3 separate regions of the Gossypium hirsutum genome follow, and all the other regions are linked to region 3. The links are chromatin contacts, called in public Hi-C maps. All regions are on one chromosome and are shown on one strand. Each heading gives the region's core, a stretch centred on a gene start, on an enhancer-like site or on the middle of the called end of the contact. The rest is flanking DNA. Distances are from core to core; before and after follow the strand shown. Region 1 holds the start of LOC107899277 (pentatricopeptide repeat-containing protein At5g67570, chloroplastic-like). Region 2 holds the start of LOC107899298 (ADP-ribosylation factor-like protein 8a). Region 3 holds the start of LOC107899320.

The links. Hi-C and Micro-C count contacts between places; a contact is called where the count stands out from the background.
Region 1: a Hi-C map of leaf shows a contact between it and region 3, with 2.0 times the contacts expected there. The contact joins the promoter of LOC107899277 here to the promoter of LOC107899320 in region 3. A contact is called at or near these places in 6 of 34 Hi-C or Micro-C datasets (hypocotyl, leaf, petal and 1 more).
Region 2: a contact with region 3 is called in a Hi-C map of leaf, with 3 times the contacts expected there. The contact joins the promoter of LOC107899298 here to the promoter of LOC107899320 in region 3. A contact is called at or near these places in 5 of 34 Hi-C or Micro-C datasets (all in leaf).

The regions. Positions count from the first base shown.
Region 1 is chrA11:62,105,960-62,110,421 of Gossypium_hirsutum_v2.1, forward strand. LOC107899277 (pentatricopeptide repeat-containing protein At5g67570, chloroplastic-like) reads right to left here and starts at 3,201. Exons shown (of 10, transcript XM_016824949.2): 1 at 2,859-3,201; 2 at 2,583-2,856; 3 at 2,311-2,502; 4 at 2,040-2,121; 5 at 1,752-1,943; 6 at 1,561-1,674; 7 at 946-1,039; 8 at 676-833; 9 at 1-165. The coding sequence starts at 3,156. It overlaps LOC107899286 (a long non-coding RNA gene), which reads left to right and starts at 3,275. Exons shown (of 4, transcript XR_005905090.1): 1 at 3,275-3,694; 2 at 3,869-3,985; 3 at 4,199-4,431.
Region 2 is chrA11:62,123,876-62,128,017 of Gossypium_hirsutum_v2.1, forward strand. LOC107899298 (ADP-ribosylation factor-like protein 8a) reads right to left here and starts at 1,651. Exons shown (of 6, transcript XM_016824975.2): 1 at 1,277-1,651; 2 at 433-514; 3 at 275-307; 4 at 1-122. The coding sequence starts at 1,314.
Region 3 is chrA11:62,334,646-62,338,892 of Gossypium_hirsutum_v2.1, forward strand. It overlaps LOC107899320, which reads left to right and starts at 2,562. Exons shown (of 6, transcript XM_041081836.1): 1 at 2,562-2,942; 2 at 3,345-3,492; 3 at 3,851-3,921; 4 at 4,028-4,231. The coding sequence starts at 2,676.

The DNA of each region.
Region 1 (4,462 bases), core at 1,951-4,450, 230 kb before region 3:
AAGCATTGCATTTATGGTTCCTATGTTGGGTGCACAATGGTCTTTCATGTATTGAAATATGGAAATGCAATCATCAACATATCCACCATCCAGGGAAGCCATTATCAAACCAGTGAAAGTGATCTCCAAAGGTTTCCTAGTAGATAGTCTTTTAATCTTGTCCACCTGCAAGCAGATGAAGCTAAATCAATGCCAGAATGATGCAGAGTTACAGATACAAAAAGAAACATGAAATACTATTATTAGACTTTGTTCCATCCAGAACAAGTAAAATAATATAAATATCTAAAAGAGAAGCCCGGTTGACCATGTAACACTTCAAACAAGCCACTAAATCAAAGCTTTAACAATTCTTATTCCTTATGGTTCCTTGGGTCAAGCCTCATGTTATATGTGAATATTTTTTCCCCAGGGCCTATGCTAGTGCTATAAACAATAATAACATCAATTAATTGTGAAAATATAAGCTTGAAGTCTTTGGGTTTGCAAAATAATTGAAGAACCACGGAACATCAATTCTAAAACAAGTGCAGGTATGCAAGGTAAAGTTAATAACGTCCATAATATGATTTCTTCATACTCGACCCTCCTCACTCACCATGGAGGTGAGGACCACTACCCAGTACCCCCTAAAGAATATGCATGCTCCATTATGCCATATTCAACACAGTTTACCTCTATTATAGCATCTTGCCACCTTCCATTTCTGCAAAGACAGCAGGCTAGCTCATAGTAGACACTGGCCGTTCCAATTAGTCCCCTCCGTTCCATATCCTGGACCGCTTCCACAGCTTCATTAATCTTTCCTTCCTCCCAAAAAGCTATGACAAGGACTGGAAAGCCACAGATCAAGCAGTCTATTGAGTCAGGAAAAAGAGAACATCTTTCCAACAGAAACACAACACAAACACATGTGCTAAAGATAGCGATAAGAAAATTGATTACCTTTGTAAGTAAGTGCTCTTGGAGCTTCTCCGCTTCTTTTCATTTTTCTAAAAAACTCATGGACCAAATCATACTTCCCAGATTGCAACATTACCTTTCAATAAGCACCTCCTGTAAGACTCGAATAGAAATATAACTTGAGGAAAAACAATATTTGCAGTAGATATACAGTCCTTCGATCAGAGCATGAAGCATATTTCCACTAAGGTCGTAAGGTGGGTATGACAAATCAAAAACTAAGATTCTGGACTCCCATGCTTCTAATTACACAAAATATTAGTGGCAGATAAACAAATTCCTCTGCCAACACACTGAAAGATAGAGTACTGTCCTTGACAGGACATTTCTAAAATTTAAGCTTCGTTGGAAACAAATAGACAATTCCCACTTTAATGCATTTAGACCACTGCCTGACATCTAAAGCTTTGAAAGCTGAGGCAATCAGCATTTTTCAGAAGGAAAAATAACTCAAAAAAGATAACACATGAACTTAACACACACAGTGGCATTCAAATGACCATGTTGCCGGCACAAAACAATTGCTTTTATCGCTTAGGACCAAAAGTAAGATGCCTGAACCATAGCACAAGTGCACATATCATGGATTATAAGTACCTCCATTGCAAGCCCATATGTCGCTCCACTAGGTCTCAAACCACTCTTTCTAAGCTGTTCAAACACCCAGGAAACACCCTTCCACTGATGCAGTGGGACACAAGCATTCAGAACCTGAAGCATTTTGCAAGAGAATTATTTTATGGACCAAAAGATGTCAGAGAATGCCAAAAGTAAAAATCCTCACATACAGCATTATATACAACCAGATCAGGTTCAAGCACTGGATCCCAGTTCTTGCGTCGCATATTTTTAATTCTTTTAGAAGGTTTCTGTCTCATGCACTCGATTATGTTCAGCAATTCCTTCAAAAGACCAGCTTGCCCCAATGTAACAGCAATACTGTGATATGCAGCTAAATCGGGATATATAAGGCAGTCTCCCTAAAAAAGTCAAGACTAGGTATTGAGCCAGCATATCATAATTAGGCAAAAGGATCACCCGCTGCATAAAATAAAATAGTGAAAGTGAATACTAACAAGCATCAGCTTGAAAATCTGAAGAGCTTCCTGGGGTCGCCTCGCCTTCCCAAGAACTGACAACAGTTTTGTGTAAACAAACCTACAAGAAGCTTCAATAAGTTCATATATTGTACAATCTTATGACCTCATATCCAACACCAAACTACCTAATTGTCTAATTACTTTACTTCCAACTAACATTGGTAAGCCGAAAAAGAAATAATCACAAATTTTAAATAAAAAAAATTTGCAAATTGATTGAAATGAATGCAAAGGGAAGAAGCATCACCTGCTTTTGAAATCTTTACGCTCCTTATTGCCATACAGCCATTGGACAATGGCCATTGCCTGCCTCCATTTCCCGTTCTTTCCAAGTCCTTCAACAATCCTAAGTAACTGCCACTCTGTAAATTGCAACCCTGATTGCTTCATTATCCTTACAAATTTCCAATGCCTTTCCGTTATCTCCCTCTCACTTAACCTGGAATTATAATGAAAAAAAAAAGTGAAAAATACAGGAAATTGATGATAAAAGAAAATGAAAGCACAAAAAACCGAAACCTGTCAACAAGGAATCGAATTGCTTCTTTCTCGTTACGCCAACGTTTTGAAGGGCCCAAGTCCTGCATTTGCTTTTCAGTGGGTAACAGACAATCATCGTCTTCCACGTCAACATCATCCTCCAGGACCCAACGGAGATCCTCTTCGAACATTTCTTTGAGTTCTTTAAGGTTCTGTCTCTTCAAGCTCTCCCCGTGGAACTCTTCGTCTTCTGAAACGAGGTCCCGGAGTTTGGGTCCCTCGATTCTCTCCCATGGTTTTCCCGCCAAGGAAGGACTCTGGCACTCCCTTTTGGGTTGAGAGCTTTCGAGAAGCGTCTGTACTCGCGTTTTAGGGTTAAAAAGTGAGACGCTTCAGCCAAAGACTGGAGTTCGGAAGCGGAGAGGGATGGGGTTTCAGGCTGGGGTTGTTTAGTTTTGCGGTTATGTTTGAGAATTTCCCTTTTCCTGAGAGTTCTAACAATTTTGGGAGTAGGGTAAACGCCTTTCCGGAGAAGCCTCCGTTTGATGTTTTCAGTGTTAGGTTCGAAGTGGGGAGGCGGGAGCTTAGGAGATGGGACTATTGAAGCGTCCATATTGCTTCCACCGGAGTTTGTACCATTATCCTTCTAACATTTCACCTACATGAAATATCTCAAAATTTTAAAATATAACTTTAGAGAAGCTGACAAAATAGTCACTCAAATTTTAATTCAATCACTCAAATTTCAATTCAGTCACTGAACTTTCAAAAAATAATAAAACGGTCACTACTAACCACTTTCCGTTATGTTGTAACGGTGCTATCATTTTCCGTTATTCACTTAACAGAAAAGCTATTTTCCATCCCTCTCTCATCCCCCTCCTTCTTCCCCACCATCCCTCCCCCTATCACAAGCACCTTTATTTTTTTGCAGACTTCCCCACCATTGCCCTCTCCCCTTCTCCTCTCTATTCCTTCTTCACCATCATTTCTCTAACCCTCAACAAAGTTTCCATGTCCAAAGGAATGAGCCATTTTGTCCTTGTCATCTAGTCAAATGCTCTGGCTTCTCTCATTCTTCTTCCAGCAGCTTTTTTCTTCACAAGGTTCTCATCTATCTATCAATTAAATCAATGGATGAGCAATTAATGGTATTATTTCTATTTTGGGACTTCTTTGCAAGAAAAAGCAGCCACCAATTACTTTATCTTTTTTGTGCAAAATTTTCTGTTTAAGCATTGCTGGATATGTAATTAAATCTAAAAATAGTTCAATAATTCCTTTATTGGTGAAAAAATTGGGTTATAAAACTGGGCTTTTTGCAGGATCACTTTGATGCAAAACTGTGTAATCATTGGTGTAAGATACAGCTCTCCAACCCTTGCTTCTGCTCTAGCCAACTTAATCCCAGCTTTCACTTTCTTGCTTGCTGTTATCTTCAGGTTCGTCTCTACTGCTATGCCATTTATTTTTGTAGTATAAGGCATAATTAGCTGTCTTTAATATTTGCTACTATGCCAATACTTTCTCCATGAATTCAACCGCATTTACACCGATCTCTTTCTACCATGTTAACAACATCTAACAATTGGCTCATTGGTGGCCTCTTCATCGCTACTGCCTCTTTGTCACTTTCAACAAAAATCATTGGTCAGGTAATTTAATATGCTATTTCATAATCCACGATGCTTGGCTACTTCAAATTGATACTTTCCCTACTAAATTTGAAGGCTGCAGTTCTGAAAGGGTATCCATTAGAGATAATGTTGGTTTCCTTCTATTGCCTCTTTGGGTCCATTCAATCTGCATTGGTTACTTTGATTTTGAAAGAGACCCAAACGCTTGGATGTTGAGTCTTGATATCGAGCTTATTTCTGTGATCTACTCAGTAAGCAAACTGCAACTCCCCATGTTAGCTT
Region 2 (4,142 bases), core at 401-2,900, 210 kb before region 3:
ACAATTGCAGAAACTGAACGGCAATATCGTTCCCACATACTGCGAAACCTAGGCTGACCTCCAAGATCCCATAACTTTATTGTAACATTTCCTTTAGTCACTTTCCTCATGTTGAATCCAACCTGAATGTAAGCCATTAGGCATTAATTACCTTACTTCTATGACAAAAAAAAAATAAAAGCTTTGGAAAGTAATATCATACCAATTCACATATTTAAAAAGAAGAAAAAATGTGATGATGAAAATACAGATCCTCTTAGACAAGATGACTCACCGTTGGGATCATATCTTCACTATATCCACCAGTCTGAGAAAAAACCAACAAGACAACTTAAGGTCAAGCCACAGAATAAAGCAAAACAATACTACATTGCTAGCAATGGACTCTTAGTACTGCGGTGACATTTACATTGAGTTTCTTAATTTACTTACTGCAACAACATTTACTAGTGAGGTTTTTCCAGCATTCTGAAGTCCTATCAAAGATAGCTCCATTTCCTGCTTGAAAAACAGGCTGCAAAACAAGAAGTAAGCCCTCATACCATGAAAGTTGAACTACAGAGGTCAACTTAAATAACAATCTAGAAGGATAAAGCTCACAAATTAGCAATTTAGCATTCATTTAAAGAATTCTCCAAACATGTATATCAATAAAAGTCACAGAAAACTGACTGAAAAGTATGTGAATTCCGTAAAAACAAAACTAATTTTCCACCAAGCACATGAAACCCAAAAAGCATTCATAACTTAAATTAGATCTCAAATAAGTGTGGAGCAGAAGAGAATTGAACCATCCACAAAGCTCTTCCTTGTCTTAGAAAATTTTCCTTCTTACACAGATTTCCTTATCTGCAGAGGCGATGGTATGGCAATCTACCCCCATTCTAATGTAGAAATTAAAAAATAAAATAAACCATTAACTCATTAAAATTACATTAAATATGTAGTCAACCATTATTGTTTTTTCTAAGAAGAAGAACAAACAATTGTCTTTTATTCATTTTGTTCATGAACCACACATCAATTTACTAATTTCGATATAACATTCTTAACAATAGAAGTAATTTTACTGTATTCTCAAACAAAAGATGAAAATTTTACTTCTTTTTAGCTTAAAAAGATGAAACCCAACTTTATATAAATCATAATTCTCAATCCAATCCAATACATCACCTAAAATTTAAAAAAGAAAAAGAAAAAAAAAAACAAAACAAAACAGCAGAAATTAATAAAAGAGTGACATTGCAACAAACCAAAAAAAAAAAAAAAAACCTACCTTCGAAGCCAATTGAGAAAAGCTTCCAATAAACCCATTAGAAAAGATCACAAGCAAAAAAAAGAAAAAAAGAAAAAAGAAGAAGCCTTCTTTCAGTAAATTTTCGAAGAGAAAAACAGGAAGAGGGAGCCAGAGATCTCACAAAGCCCCTGGCTTTTCCTTCCCTCCCTTCTAGCCTGCTGATTTTTATTTTTATTTTAAATTTATTTTCACTGAATTCCTTACTTCGAATTATTTCCTTTCCATAATAAATAAACAGCCAAATTGGACTCTCCAGATTACGGTGGGATTAGGAGTAGTTGAAAGAAAAAGAAATTCTTCATTTTTGAGGAAAATATCAGCCGTTGATAGTGAGTGATTGGGAAATTTATGGACGGTTTAGATTCTATTGGATCTTTTACATCTAATTTAAGTCAAACAGGCAAAAACAATATTTTCTTTAATTCGGATCAAATTGGGAGAAAAAGATTCCGTAAAACACTGTGAGAGTAGTTCGGAGGTAGAAATAGATTGAACAATCAACGGTCTCAATTTTGGCGAGTGGCAGTCACGAACGAATTTCATTGGTGTACAGTCCAGACGTTTTGTGGAGGTGATTGGAGAGTGGCATTCACGTCTAATTGAAGATGATCTAATAGAAGAAGTTGTACAGGAGAATTAAGGTGGCAGAGTTGTACTATTTTATTTCAACTAATTTTTAATGTAACTTGTATGTATATTTTATTTAAATTATATTTATGCGTTTAATTATTCTAACTTAATTAATTATAGTAAAATTGTTATCACACATGTGTACGTGTGTGAGATTTCGTACTTACAATACATATAAAAAATTAACATAATTAATTTTAGTATATTAATTAAATGATAGTTAAGATTATTAAAATTCCATTCAAGTAATAATTTTATTTCACATCAATAAAATTAATATAATAAATTTTTTTAGCTAATAATTTATATTATAATTATAACAATTTTTTCATATATTTAAGTACTAATTCTATTTTAAAATTAACATAATATTTTTTAATTAATAATTTTAAATTAAATTATAATAATTTTAAATGTATAACAATTATCACAATTTTGATTAAATTATAATTTCTTTTAAATGTATAATTATTACCATTTTTATTTTACTTTAATTTTTTATCTTAAAATGTGAATTTTGTAGTATGATGAAAAATGAAGGGTATTTTCATTCATTCCAAAGTTTTTTCAAACTCATATTTTTATATATATTATAAATAAATTAATATGTTAGTATAGATATATAATTGATAGAGGTAATAAAATATATATAACACAATTAAAATATAAATATTATATTAAAATAAAGTTTCGATTTAGTAGTAAGGCTAATGTTTTATTAATGTAAATAATACAGGTTCAAATCCAAACACATGGAATTTTTTTATTGATTTTTTTAAAAAAGTAAAAGACTATAATACCTTTGAATGATATAACTTATTTTAATTATGAAAAGATATTTTCATAAATTTTTTGATCGAGTTGGTGTCTGGCTAATTTGTAACATTAACTGGGGCTTAAATAGAAGTATAGATATTAAAACTCTATTTAATTAATGTGACAATTATTATTTTAAAATATATGATTAATTATTTTAATATAAAGTGTAATATAATACTTTATTAAAATTTATCTATTCTAATGTTTTCTAGTTTTAATATAATAAAAAAATTATCTTCAATTAATAAATAATTTAAAATAATAAGATATTATTTATCCATAAATGTGAATATAATTTAAGATTTAATATAAAGTGTAATTCAATAATTAAACTATTAGTATAATAATATTTTATTATTTTTAAGTAAAATGGTTATTGATTGTCTATGCATTTGAATAGTTTAAATTAGGTGAAAGTACCCAAAAGTCCCTTTATTATCATAAGGGAGTAAAGAAGTCCCTCTACTAAAGAATAGAGCTATTGTATTTTAAAGACGAAAGCTAATTAGTAAAGTTATTATAACGAAACTATTCAAATGGATGATGTGGCACATGACTGATAAGTAAATGATGACATGCCACTGACTGGTATTTATTAAATATTAATATTAAATACGACAGTGAACTTATAAGAAAAAGTTATGGTTGGTTATAACAATTAATTGTTTTAATTGTTTATTTTAAGTTAATTTAATTTTTGTTAATTAATTTTTAAATTAATAAGTTTTTAAAAATTAAAAAGATTTTTTCTAAAGCATTCACATTTAATTATTACAACGAATCATAATCTTAATTTTTTTAAATGTCCATGTCATATTTAATATTAATATTTTCGTTTGTTTTCTAGTAAAATATTTTTTAGAAAATAATTTCTGAAAAATGATTTACTTTTCTAGTGTTTAGATGAATTTGTGTAAAATATTTTCTGTTGTTTGGTAGATTTTCTGAAAATATTTTCCGAAAAAGCTGTTTTTACATACCATATACATAAGTAGTCCAGATTACATGTGTTGGTTTTTTTAGCAAAAAACTAAAAGAGAAAAAGAAAAACGAATGTAAAGTAGTTTGAACAAGAAGAAAACTGAATTTGATCTCCAAAAATCAGATCTTTTTCATTGGCGTAGAAGCATTTATGTTACAATGAAATATGGCAGTTATATAATGTATAACTGCTCCCACTAATACATGACTAAAGCTTAGCTAGAATTACACACAAAATGTAGCTGACATACCAGCTATAACATCAAACATAAATCAACAACTACTCCAACTAACTTTAAGTATAAATTACAAAGGAACTAAATCAAGTTACAAATGAACAAAATAAACAAAATGATGTTGCTTCTCTAGTTCAGCTTCGATGTTGGTCTGCATGCTGGTTTGCTACTAGTTTCCT
Region 3 (4,247 bases), core at 1,312-3,811:
GGAGAGAGAAAGAGAACGGCTTTTTGAATGTTGTCCTGTTAACAGTAGAAAAGATTAAAATTTTCCAACGGTAACTTTTTTTTACCCTATAAATATCCCCCAATTTTCATTTTTTTTCATTCACATCCTTCTCTCAACTCTCTCATTTTAAATTTTTTGATATTTTCATTTAAATTTTTTTTTAATTATCTCGTGTTTTATTCATTCAAATTGATTTCTCACAAATGGCCACCTCTCTCATGCTCTTTGACGACAAGCATATTTTCGTTGCCCAAACAATAATGGTAAGACGAAATTTTAAATTTCTTTATTTTCAATTATGTTAAAATTAATTGATTTTTTACTTTAAATTTTTTTCTTGTGCAAATAGGCGGATGATCGTGTTCTGGAGGGCTTCATTCATAATATGGGAAAGCCTACGATCCCTGAAATTCGTGGCCACTTGTAAGAGGCTGGATTCTTGCATACGTCTCGCATGACCAAGGGCTGCAAACTCGATCTTAGACTAATCAACATGTTGGTGAAAAAATAGAGGCTCGAAACACACATTTTCCACCTTTCATGCGGCAAGTGTACAATCACACTCAAAGACGTAGCGCTACAACTCGGTCTACCGATAGATGAGTCAGTCATCATGGGATCAACAGTTGTTCTGAGTAAAATGGACATCTGTAGAGCACTGTTGGGGAAGATCCCGGACAAGTTCGAATGTGGTCGGATATCGATCAACTAGTTGAAGGATAATTTTGACGAGCTCCTTGAAGACCCAACAAAGGAGGTCATAGAACAATACACTTGAGCATTTATCATGAGGTTAATCAGGGGCATTTTAATGCCCGAAAAATCTCGAAATTTGATGCACATAAGGTGACTACTACATCTAGTGGACTTCAATGAATGTGAAAAACCAAGTTGGGGATCTGTCGTCTTATCTACGTTATACTGGGAGATGTGTCGAGCCATAGTACCAAATATGATGTCGATTGGTGGTTGCCTGCTCCTACTATAGTTGTGAGTCTGGTGGCAACTACCGTTTTTCTCCATTTCCAAGTAATTAGTACATTTAACCTTCCTTCTTATTCAAAGGTCGACGCAATTGTGGACACAAGAAGACTCTCAAGCGAGGAGCAACTATTGTGGTGAAGGAAATGTGATGCTCTTTTTAGGGCGATGATTGTTGTTGTTATTAAACAAACCATTAATAACTACATCCACTGTAGCGCTGCGCCGACCCAAGTTTGACCTCTACTATGTCGGAACATCTGCTCTCCACCTGAGAGTCCTCTTGTGTCCACCTCGGTGTCAGCTTTCGGATAAGAATGAAAGGTCAAAGATACTGGCTGCTTGAAAATAGAGAAAAAAATTATGTTGATTACACTAAAAGTTCCCAGAGTTTTTTCGTATGATTATGGTCTCAATCTTATGTATGGTATATATAGAGCATTGTTTGTGTGTATCCAAAAAGCTTGAACACCTGATTGCATAACGATTGTCACCTTGCCCCCCGGTTATACTCGAACCCTTGACCGCATCGAGGTCGTCGACTGGGACCTCCACTTAAACTTCGACCCCTGATCGTATCAAGCATTATTACTTCAAAACCAAATTTCTCCACGATGAGTTTTTGAGGTGATGGCCTTATCCAGCTATGACATATGTGTTCTGAGGCGCTTTATTACATCTCTAAACCCTTAAATCTACCTATAAACTTTCGTAGTTTTAACCCTAAACCATAAAACTTTTCAAAAAACCATAAACCTTAAAATATACACCAAGCCCTAACCCTAGCCTTAAAATATTAAAAATAATTAGAGTTTTTAGGAGAGAGAAAGGGAGAGTCAACTTTAAAACATTCTATTTCGCTAAATAAAAAACAGCCTAAAGAGCTAATTAAAAAAAAAAAAAAGCGGCTCTTACGCCTAATTTAGTCGACTTTGAAAGCTTAATATTTTTTTTATCTCTGAAAAGAAAGAGGGGAAAAGATCAAGCTTTACAATTACGTGTAATATGTAAATGTTGTTGGCAAAATCAGTACAATTTTTAATGATAAAATTGGGTTTTGATTGAATAACTAGCAGAATTGAAACCTAAAATTGATTTTTAACTCTCTCTATTTTTATTTTAAAAATTAATTTATTTTACTTTTAAAATTTAAAATCTAAGTCTTTTTGTTAATATTAAATTAAAAACCAATTTCACAATTTAGAATTTATATTTTTTAAACAGTTTTTTTTCTAAGCATAGAACCCACAAACCATCTTGTTATATTTGGATCTTAATTTTAGATAATATGACTTAAGTTTTAAGTTTATTAAGCAATATGAGAATAAATTATTATAAGAATTGAACTAAATAATTTAATTTAACTTTTAATTCAAATAAACTAAATAGCATTTTCAGAGTGGAATGTAACCAAAGTGGGCAACAAAATTAAATTCAAATGATTTGGTCATGGCAATTCGAAAGTAAAATTAGATCCATTGAAACATCTAACTTAAAGTCAAATGATTCTTATCATTAAAATTCTAAAAAATTTAGATTAATTCTTAGGCCCATTTTATAAAATATTTAAGCCAGGTTTGGCCTGCATGGATAGAACAAAGCAAGCCTAAAAGAGTCCCAATTATTTATCCCACAGGGTTTATATTCCAACGGTGATAATTGTGGGTTTAGCAATGGCAAGACCAACCCGTAGCGGCGGCGGCAGCAGCAGCGGCGAAGAAGACGGGGACGCCGAGTGGAAAGCTGCCATTCAATCTATAGCTGCAACCACTACCGCCACTTTCACTGCTAACGGTTCCAACAGCTCCACTGTAACAACACAAACAACAAGAAACAACCTCGTTTCAAATCCAACCCCAGATACAGATGATTATGTTGATAAATCTGATGAAATAAATCAGAGAAAGCAACCCCAGAAGCTTAAAAACTACCAACTCAAGGTTCCCAAATGTTTCTATCTTTGTTATTTTAGCATTAGCTTATCTGGGTAATTTTGCAAATAATTGGATTAATATCTACTTCAAAAAAATATGAACTCTTAGATTCCATGCCGAGTGTTGAATCATGCTTATTGGATTGATAGTTTCCATAAGACTCATTTTTTTCACCATAATTTGGCATCAATTTTGAGTGCACTGCCGGAAAGTTTAATTTTCTTCGAAGGAACTTTAATGGAGGTTATTTCAGATCAGTTCTACGACTTAAAAGGACTCAATTTTAGTAATTTTCAATTCATAATGTTTAAATCATATATATGTATGTATTCATTCAATTGCAATAGTATTCGGTTTGAACACTTGAGCTATTTTGTTTTGTTTGCTAACTCACAAAGTCATAAGCAGGCACAAAAGCTTTTGGATAACATGTTAGAGAAGCACTTAGTGATAGTGAAGGATGCCTGTAATGTCCCAGATGATGATAGCGTGGTAAATGAAAGTGGAGTTCGTTTATTTAAAAATTCTACTCCTGGGATAGTATTTGACCACTTAGGTGAGTACGTCTTTCCCTTATTTTCATCTCTTGCTGCAATTAGAGAAATGTTTTTACAGTCTGCATTGTTCAACCTTTTCTTGTCTCTTTTGCTACTACATTTGTCTCAAATGATTGGTTCTAGATTCAGAGTTTAGTGAATGGGAAAAAATGGCAGCCTATTTAGGTTACTAATGAAACTTTTCAAAGGGATTCTACCTATTGCTTTTGAATAAATTTGAACTGTTATTACAGGATACCAGATTGGTGTTGATATTGCAATGTGTTTGTGCATTTGCTCTTATCTTCTGAGCTAGCTCTCGGAAGGGTTATCTACGTTATGGTATTTGAGGTCTGAGAGTTATTTGTTTGCTGTCAGATGAAATTCAAGGACCCCAAAAGAAACCAAAACTTCTTCCCAGAAGAGGGATTGATGAGAACTCAAAAGAGGTCCGCTTGTTGTCTGGATCTCTTTTGTTTCTGTTAACTCTTTTTTCCCCCTTTTTACTTTGGATTATTCCTCTTAATTTATATTTGGCTACATGGTGGTATGCAGTTCAGACGACAACTATTGTCCATAGCTGTTGATGGAAAAGATATATTGGCTGCAGCAAGATATGCAAGCCAGAGATCGTTAGCTAGATTGGAAGCTAAAGAAGCAACAGCCAAAGAAAAAGCAAAGAGAGAGGAAGCCAGGATCGCGGAACTGAAAAGGATTAGGGGAGAGAGGTGGCTACCTTCAATGGCTAGAGAGATGCAGGTAAAGTCTCAAGTTT